2 separate regions of the Mus musculus genome follow, and region 1 is linked to region 2. Evidence: chromatin contacts called from public ChIA-PET data. All regions are on one chromosome and are shown on one strand. The core of a region is the stretch at or near the end of the contact, and the rest is flanking DNA. Distances in the headings are between cores, read along the strand shown.

Region 1 (3,186 bases), core at 495-2,994, 710 kb after region 2:
TCTACAATATGGTGACTTGGGTGCCTAGAGAATCTGACTAATCGATGAACTCACCCCCGCACACAAAAATGTACACAATTAAAAATAATAATTTCAGTTCCTGCGTGGTCTCTAGGAGACGCCAAATTCAGATTAGGAATCACTTCTCTGTGCTCTCCTGGATGCGTCTGAGGGCCTTTATCAACCGAGAATATGATGCTTCACCGTTACTCCTGAAGACAAGGGTAGGGTTAATTTCTAAAGTGGGGATAAACTTTTGAGTAACCCTGGAAATAGTCTTCTTCATAGTGTCTTGATATTTAAAACATCCTAGAGAGAGCAAACACATTCCCCAGTGGTAACCATATTGGAAAGTAAGATCGTATTGAGTCATGAAGCCAAGGGAGACCTAGCATTTCAGGAAGACAATGAACAACTGTGGCCAAGGTGCCTAAGAGTTACGTGTCCCCTGCACCTATTTCCTCCTGTTTCCTTTCAGTAAAAGAAACCACTAACAGGACTCATGGCCACGTTTATAGGTAGGTACTACATTTTCTAGGCTCCTTTGCAGATAGATGTGGTTGTATGGCTGAGATCAAGTCAGGATTGTGAGAAAAAAAAGAGATGTAGGCAAATCCTAGATGAGTGTGTACCCTTCCGGTCTCATTTCCCAGCTTCCATGGACTTCAATGTGGACCTGGAAGTGGCTCAACATCAGTCAAGGACATGGGGCAGGGTTTTGAGGAACATTGAGGGACCCGAGGAGGGGAATGTGTATCTCCATATGATTTCATGGAGTGGATCAGCCTACCTGAGATGGGTAGCCGCCACCTCTAGCTCCCTTGTGAAAGAAAGAAATTAGCTTCTCTGGAATCATTGTGTGTAGGGATCCCTTTAGTACTCTAGACAGCACTACAACGAAGTCACACATCAGAAAAGATGACAGAGAAATCATATGGAGCTGAAGGGTGGGCGACTGATTGTTTCAGGTATAAGACTGGACCAGAAACCTGAAAGTAAGTTACAGAGCTAATCTTTCTACCCTCCATCTCTTAAGAGCACCATGGGTTCTAGAACAGTGGAGCACAAGTGTAATATGTCCCCAGGGTAATTGCCTTATAATGGCCAGGTTATAAAATAAGTACATAGACAAATCGCGAGGCTACTATCCCAACATGTGTCAAAAAAGAAAATGAAACTGGAAAAGTGGCTGAAAGGCTCTGCCTCACACAGAATGGTCAGGAGAATACCAAAGCAAAGTTGTAGCTGAGAAAAACTATATGAAAAATGATTAAGGCTAAAATTATAACAAGATCCTGGATGAGGGCATCAGGCAAAGGGAACGGCAAATATGGAGCCCTGGAGGAAGCAATACCCTTATTCAAGGCAAGCATCTCAATACCCCATTCCAATAATGCTCTATTTTGATAGAGTGATTTAAATTTTCAGACAGAAAAAAAAATCCCCTCAAATTCATTTCATGAGTAATTTCACTTCCCTGGCAGCTAGCAGGATAGTATTACCAGATGAAAGCTTACATGGAGAACCAATTAATTTATCAAGTAAGATTTCTTTTTTTGGCCTGAGTTGTTCTGGACACTACCAAACTATATGATTGATCTTCTCCTGCTAGACAGGTTTGCCATCAGCACATACCCACTTCTCAGCACACACTCACTTCCTCTTAGCACATACCCACTTCCTCTCAGAGCACACCCACTTCTTCTCAGCGCATGCCTACCTTCTGTCAGCACATAACCACTTCCTCTCAGAGTACACCTACTTCCTCTCAACACAAACCCACTTTCTCTCAGAGCACCACCTCTTCCTCTTAGTACCTGCCCATTTCCTTTCAGCACACACCTACTTCCTCTTAGTGCATCTCCATTTCCTCTCAGAATACATTCTCTTTCCTCTCAGAGTATACTCACTTCTTAGCACATACTCGCTTCTTCTCAGCGCCTACCTATTTCCTGTCAGCACATGCCCACTTCCTCTCAGTACATACCTACTTCTTCCCAGCACATACCTCTTTTCTCTCAAATTATATCCACTTTCACTCAAATTTATTTCCTATTACAAGCATATAGCTTGCAACTGAGGGTGATTAGTCAATGGTTTATGTTTGGAAACTTAACCATGGCAATATGTATGTTCTTAACAAAACATGTCAATTTTTAACGAGTGTCCTGAAGAAGTTAAAAAGTCACTCTGGGTGTGGGTGGTTTCATGGAGTCATGTGATGAGAACATTTAGAAGGAGCAGGTCTTTTGATGGCCTCCATGAAACAAAAAACAGTAGGAAGGAAGGAAAAAAATGTATAGTAACACAGTGCTTCCCTTTATGATGAAGATCATGCGAAACAGGACTGGAGAGATGCTTCAGCAGTTAAGAGCTCTTGCTGCTCTTCCAGAGGACCCACCAGGCAGCTCACAGCTGTCTGCAACTTCAGCTGCAAGGGACCTAATGCCTTTGATCTCCAAGGGTAGTATCACTAGTGTGCACATGCTCACACACACACACACACACATGCATGCATACACACATACATGCACACACATCTACACATAATTGAAAATATATCATTTTAAAATTCGTAGCAGAAATCTGAACCTGGGCTACACAAATGAAGTGAATGCATATGTATGATGTCATTTATTGTTTGTATCCTGTATATCAATTATTAAGATTTTTTTATCCAATTATTTTTGCTAGAGGAGGGGCGTAATTATGTTTCTGTGTCTAAAATTATTGTCCAATAAAGAAACCATCAAAGGGCATATAGCCAACATGGATAATGAAAATAATATCATAGAGGAAGTTAAAGAAATTAAGAAAAAACATTATGTACATTTTCAGGATTTTTGTCACATTGGTAGCATATATTGCCTTTATAAACATATTTTTAAAAGATTTATTTATTTGTTTGTTTGTTTGTTTTATGTATGAGTACACTGTAGCTGTCTTTAGATACACCAGCAGAGGGCATCAGATCCCAGAGCAGATATTTGTGAGCCATCATATGGTTGCTGGGAATTGAACTCAAGTCCTCTGGAAGAGCAGGCAGTGCTCTTAACTGCTGAGCCATCTCTCTAGCCCATAAACATAATTTATTGTAAGTACGTTTTAAGAAAACGTTTTAATCAATTCTTTCTTCTTTCTCCTCCTCCTCTTCCTCCTCCTCCTTCTTCTTCTTCCTCATCTTCA
Region 2 (3,274 bases), core at 690-3,189:
TTAGGCAACCCCTATGAAGAGGTCATTTGGCCCCCAGAGGGGTTGCGACCCACAGGTTGAGAACCACTGCCCTGGAGTCCGATGTCATTTCATTCTTGAGTTGGACTTTTGTAGACTCCCATAAAAATGAGGTCACATAGAATTTGTGTTTCTGTGCCTGCTTATATCACTCAGTATTAATGTTGTCCAGGTTCACCCATGTTGCAAATGCCTTTCCTTCCTAAAGGATAAAGAGTATCCTGTGTGTCTAGATGGCATGTGTTCTCTCTGTTGTTATTAGGCGAGTGTGTGTATTTTGTGTCTCAGCTGGAAGCACAGGCAGCTCTGCAGTTTGCAAACAAACCCTTTACACTGCTGGATCATAGTAGTACATCTTCAAAGTTTGTCCCCCAAAATATCTCTACTGTTTTCCATAATGGCTATAATAATTCACATTCCCAAAGACAATATATGAGGATTTCTTTTGAGAAGCTGTGGGGTTTTTTTGTTTTTTGTTTTGTTTTGTTTGTTTGTTTTTGTTTTGTTTTTTTGATTTTCAAGACAGGGTTTCTCTGTGTAGCCCTGGCTATCCTGGAACTCACTTTGTAGACCAGGCTGGCCTCAAACTCAGAAATCTGCCTGCCTCTGCCTCCCGAGTGCTGGGATTAAAGGTGTGCGCCACCATGCCTGGCTGAAGCTGTTGTTTTAACCAGGTGGTTTCCCCCCCCCCCTTTTTTTTTGTTTAGTTTTATTGTTTTTATTTTATTGTTTTACTTTAATGGGGTTATTTGTAACCCAGCCTGACCTCAAACCTAGCCGAGTATGAGGTTGAACTTCTGGACCTCCTGTCCAAATTTGCAGAGATCTGGAGTTATAAATGTGTACCACCACGCCTGTATTATGTGGTTTTAAGGACTGCTAAACAAGCCCTCTACCAGCGGACTTCCATTCTTTGTTTTTGAGACTGTGTAGCCTTGGTGGCCTGGAACTCACTATGTAGTCCAGGCCTTGGCCTTGAACTCCTAGAGATCTGCCTGTCTCTGCCTTCCAAATGCTGGATTAAGAGTATGCACTACTATGCCCAGTCTCACTAGGTGATTTTAATTATAATTTTAGTCATAACCTGGTTATGTGTCTTGATGAGATATGGGGCAGTAATCTGAATTACTACTGCGTATATCTAGGTGAAGTGCCCCATAATTTCTGTCTCAGATTTGGCTTCAGGGTTTAGGTGAGCCCCACCTTTCCCTCTTAGGTGCTGCCATTGAAAGGAGAATCTTCTACCTCCCACTGTACTAGATGAAACCAGCTTTCGGTGATTTTCCATTGGCTTTTGGGAAAAAAAAAAAAACAAAAAACAAAAAACAACAGCAAGTACATTTTGCATTAAAGTAGTTACTTCAAACCCCAGATTGCTCATTAATACAGCTTCAGTTTAGGCTGTTAATCTTTTTGTTTGTTTGTTTGTTTGTTTGTTTGTTTTCTGAGACAGGGATTCTCTGTATAGCCCTGGCTGTCCTGGAACTCACTTTGTAGACCAGGCTGGCCTCGAACTCAGAAATCTGCCTGCCTCTGCCCCCCCCCCCCCCCCCAGTGCTGGGACTAAAGGCGGGTACCACCACCACCCGGCTAGGGTGTTAATCTTTTACCAGTTGAATTTTCAAAGACTTTGGCCAGCACTCTTAATAGTTCTTTAGTAGGCTGAGAGGCTGAGTGAGAACCTCCGTGTTGTCTCAGCAGTTGGACCAGTTCCTTTAATAAACTGAATTTTGGTCAGTGGAAATTTAATCTAAGTTTGACATTTCATACCTGGAAGGTTGAGTCACAGAGAATACATAACAGATAGTAAAATCGAAATCTCAGAAGCTTCACCTTTAAGTGGCTGTTGCTAGGAGACTATGCTTTGATGGGAAACTTGAGAGAAGGTTGTTTCCTGTTAAGTGATCATGTGGAGATCCCCTTCTTTTCAAAACGGACTCTGTGTCAAAGCAAATAACACCAGTTATTCTTGCTGGTCTTTATTCCTACGTGTTTATAACCCACCCAGGTCTGGGAAATATGAGTAATGCTAAGAGTTAGCAGTCTTACATTTCGCCTCCTCTATTCCTTGTTCGTTTGAGCAGGCAGACGGGTGAGCTGTTGAGTGTTTTCATTGTGCAGTTTAAAAATGGTATTGTGAGGGCTGCCAAGCACCTCATCCAGTAAAGACGCATGTCACCAAGCTTGGATTTGACCCTTGGGTTCTACATGTGCCCCGTGACGTCTGCAAGCACACACTAAATATATGTGATTTTTTTTTTTTTTTTTTTTTTTTGAGATAGGGTTTTTCTGGCTGTCCCAGAACTTGCTCAGTAGACCAGGCTGGCCTTGAATACAAAGATCAGCCAGCCTCTGCCTTCTTGAGTTGTTCTGGGATTAAAGGTGTGTGCCACTGCTCAGCCAACTCAATGATTTTTTTAAAACCTGTGTTGATGGTATTCCCTTTGGATTGCTGGGAAGCTGACCCACACAGTAACATATTAGCAATAGTGTGTATAAAAAGAGAAGTTGGGGGATGCGGCTAGAATTCTAGAACTCTACCACAGTGACCCCTGGTTCCTGAAAACAGTTTTGCTTTGTACTGTTTCCTTGGTGTGGTGGAGAGGCTTGGCTTTCCAGTTGGGAAGCTTGATTCAGAAACAAAAAGGTCGGTGCCAGATGTAGGAGCAGAAAACTATGGGAACACGTGGTGATGGGCTGACCAAAGCAGAGGATTATAAAGAGAAAGGAAGGGCCCACAGACAGGAGGGAGCGGGAAGCAAATCCAGAAAGCCTGCATTTGATTCTTAGGCGGTAGAGAAGCTGAGCACATTCCTAAGGAGGAAAGTGGTAGAGTGTAGCCAAGGAAAGTGGGTTCTGCAACAGGCTGGTTCCACAGCCCCCATTGCTTTGAACATAACTCATTCCATATTCGCGCCTCGTGCAACCCCAAACCAGATTTAATCCAAGTTACTTTCCCAGAGTAGGTGCAGAAGTCTGGATTTGAGACATAGAATGGGCCTTCCATCAATAATAATAATAATAAAAATCACAAAAAGTCTATGGTCTCTGCTCCACGATCACTCATTGACGAAGGCCAGCAGTTCAAGGGTCTGGAGTGGCTACAGATGGGTGTGGTTTGGGCGAGACTTTGATACACTGGGAGCAGGATTAGTAGAGCTCCCTAGTTAACGTGGTCTCTAGTCCCATAGTGGGCCACTTCTCATACTGTCTTGGGGGCAGTCGCCCTGTGCAACTCATCTTCATACACACGGCA

What was found. ChIA-PET counts read pairs in DNA pulled down with a chosen protein or histone mark.
Region 1: a contact with region 2 is called in an RNA polymerase II ChIA-PET map of memory CD8 T cells, with 4 times the contacts expected there. The contact joins two enhancer-like sites. A contact is called at or near these places in 15 of 39 promoter capture datasets (the 3T3-L1 cell line, 3T3-L1-derived adipocytes, the C10 cell line and 8 more), 2 of 484 Hi-C or Micro-C datasets (adipose-derived mesenchymal stem cells and palatal mesenchyme) and 3 of 115 datasets of contacts at active chromatin or transcription factors (embryonic stem cells, large pre-B cells and memory CD8 T cells).

Annotation. Positions count from the first base shown.
Region 1 is chr10:8,533,882-8,537,067 of GRCm38.p6, forward strand. No RefSeq gene overlaps it. Among named protein-coding and RNA genes, the nearest start is that of Ust, 17 kb to the left of the region's middle. Within about 2 kb of position 1,745, at least 26 of the 459 cell types and tissues checked have an H3K27ac peak or open chromatin away from gene starts, as enhancers often do. A contact at or near this core is called in memory CD8 T cells, where this site is marked.
Region 2 is chr10:7,822,887-7,826,160 of GRCm38.p6, forward strand. No RefSeq gene overlaps it. Among named protein-coding and RNA genes, the nearest start is that of Zc3h12d, 7.9 kb to the right of the region's middle. Within about 2 kb of position 1,940, at least 47 of the 459 cell types and tissues checked have an H3K27ac peak or open chromatin away from gene starts, as enhancers often do. A contact at or near this core is called in memory CD8 T cells, where this site is marked.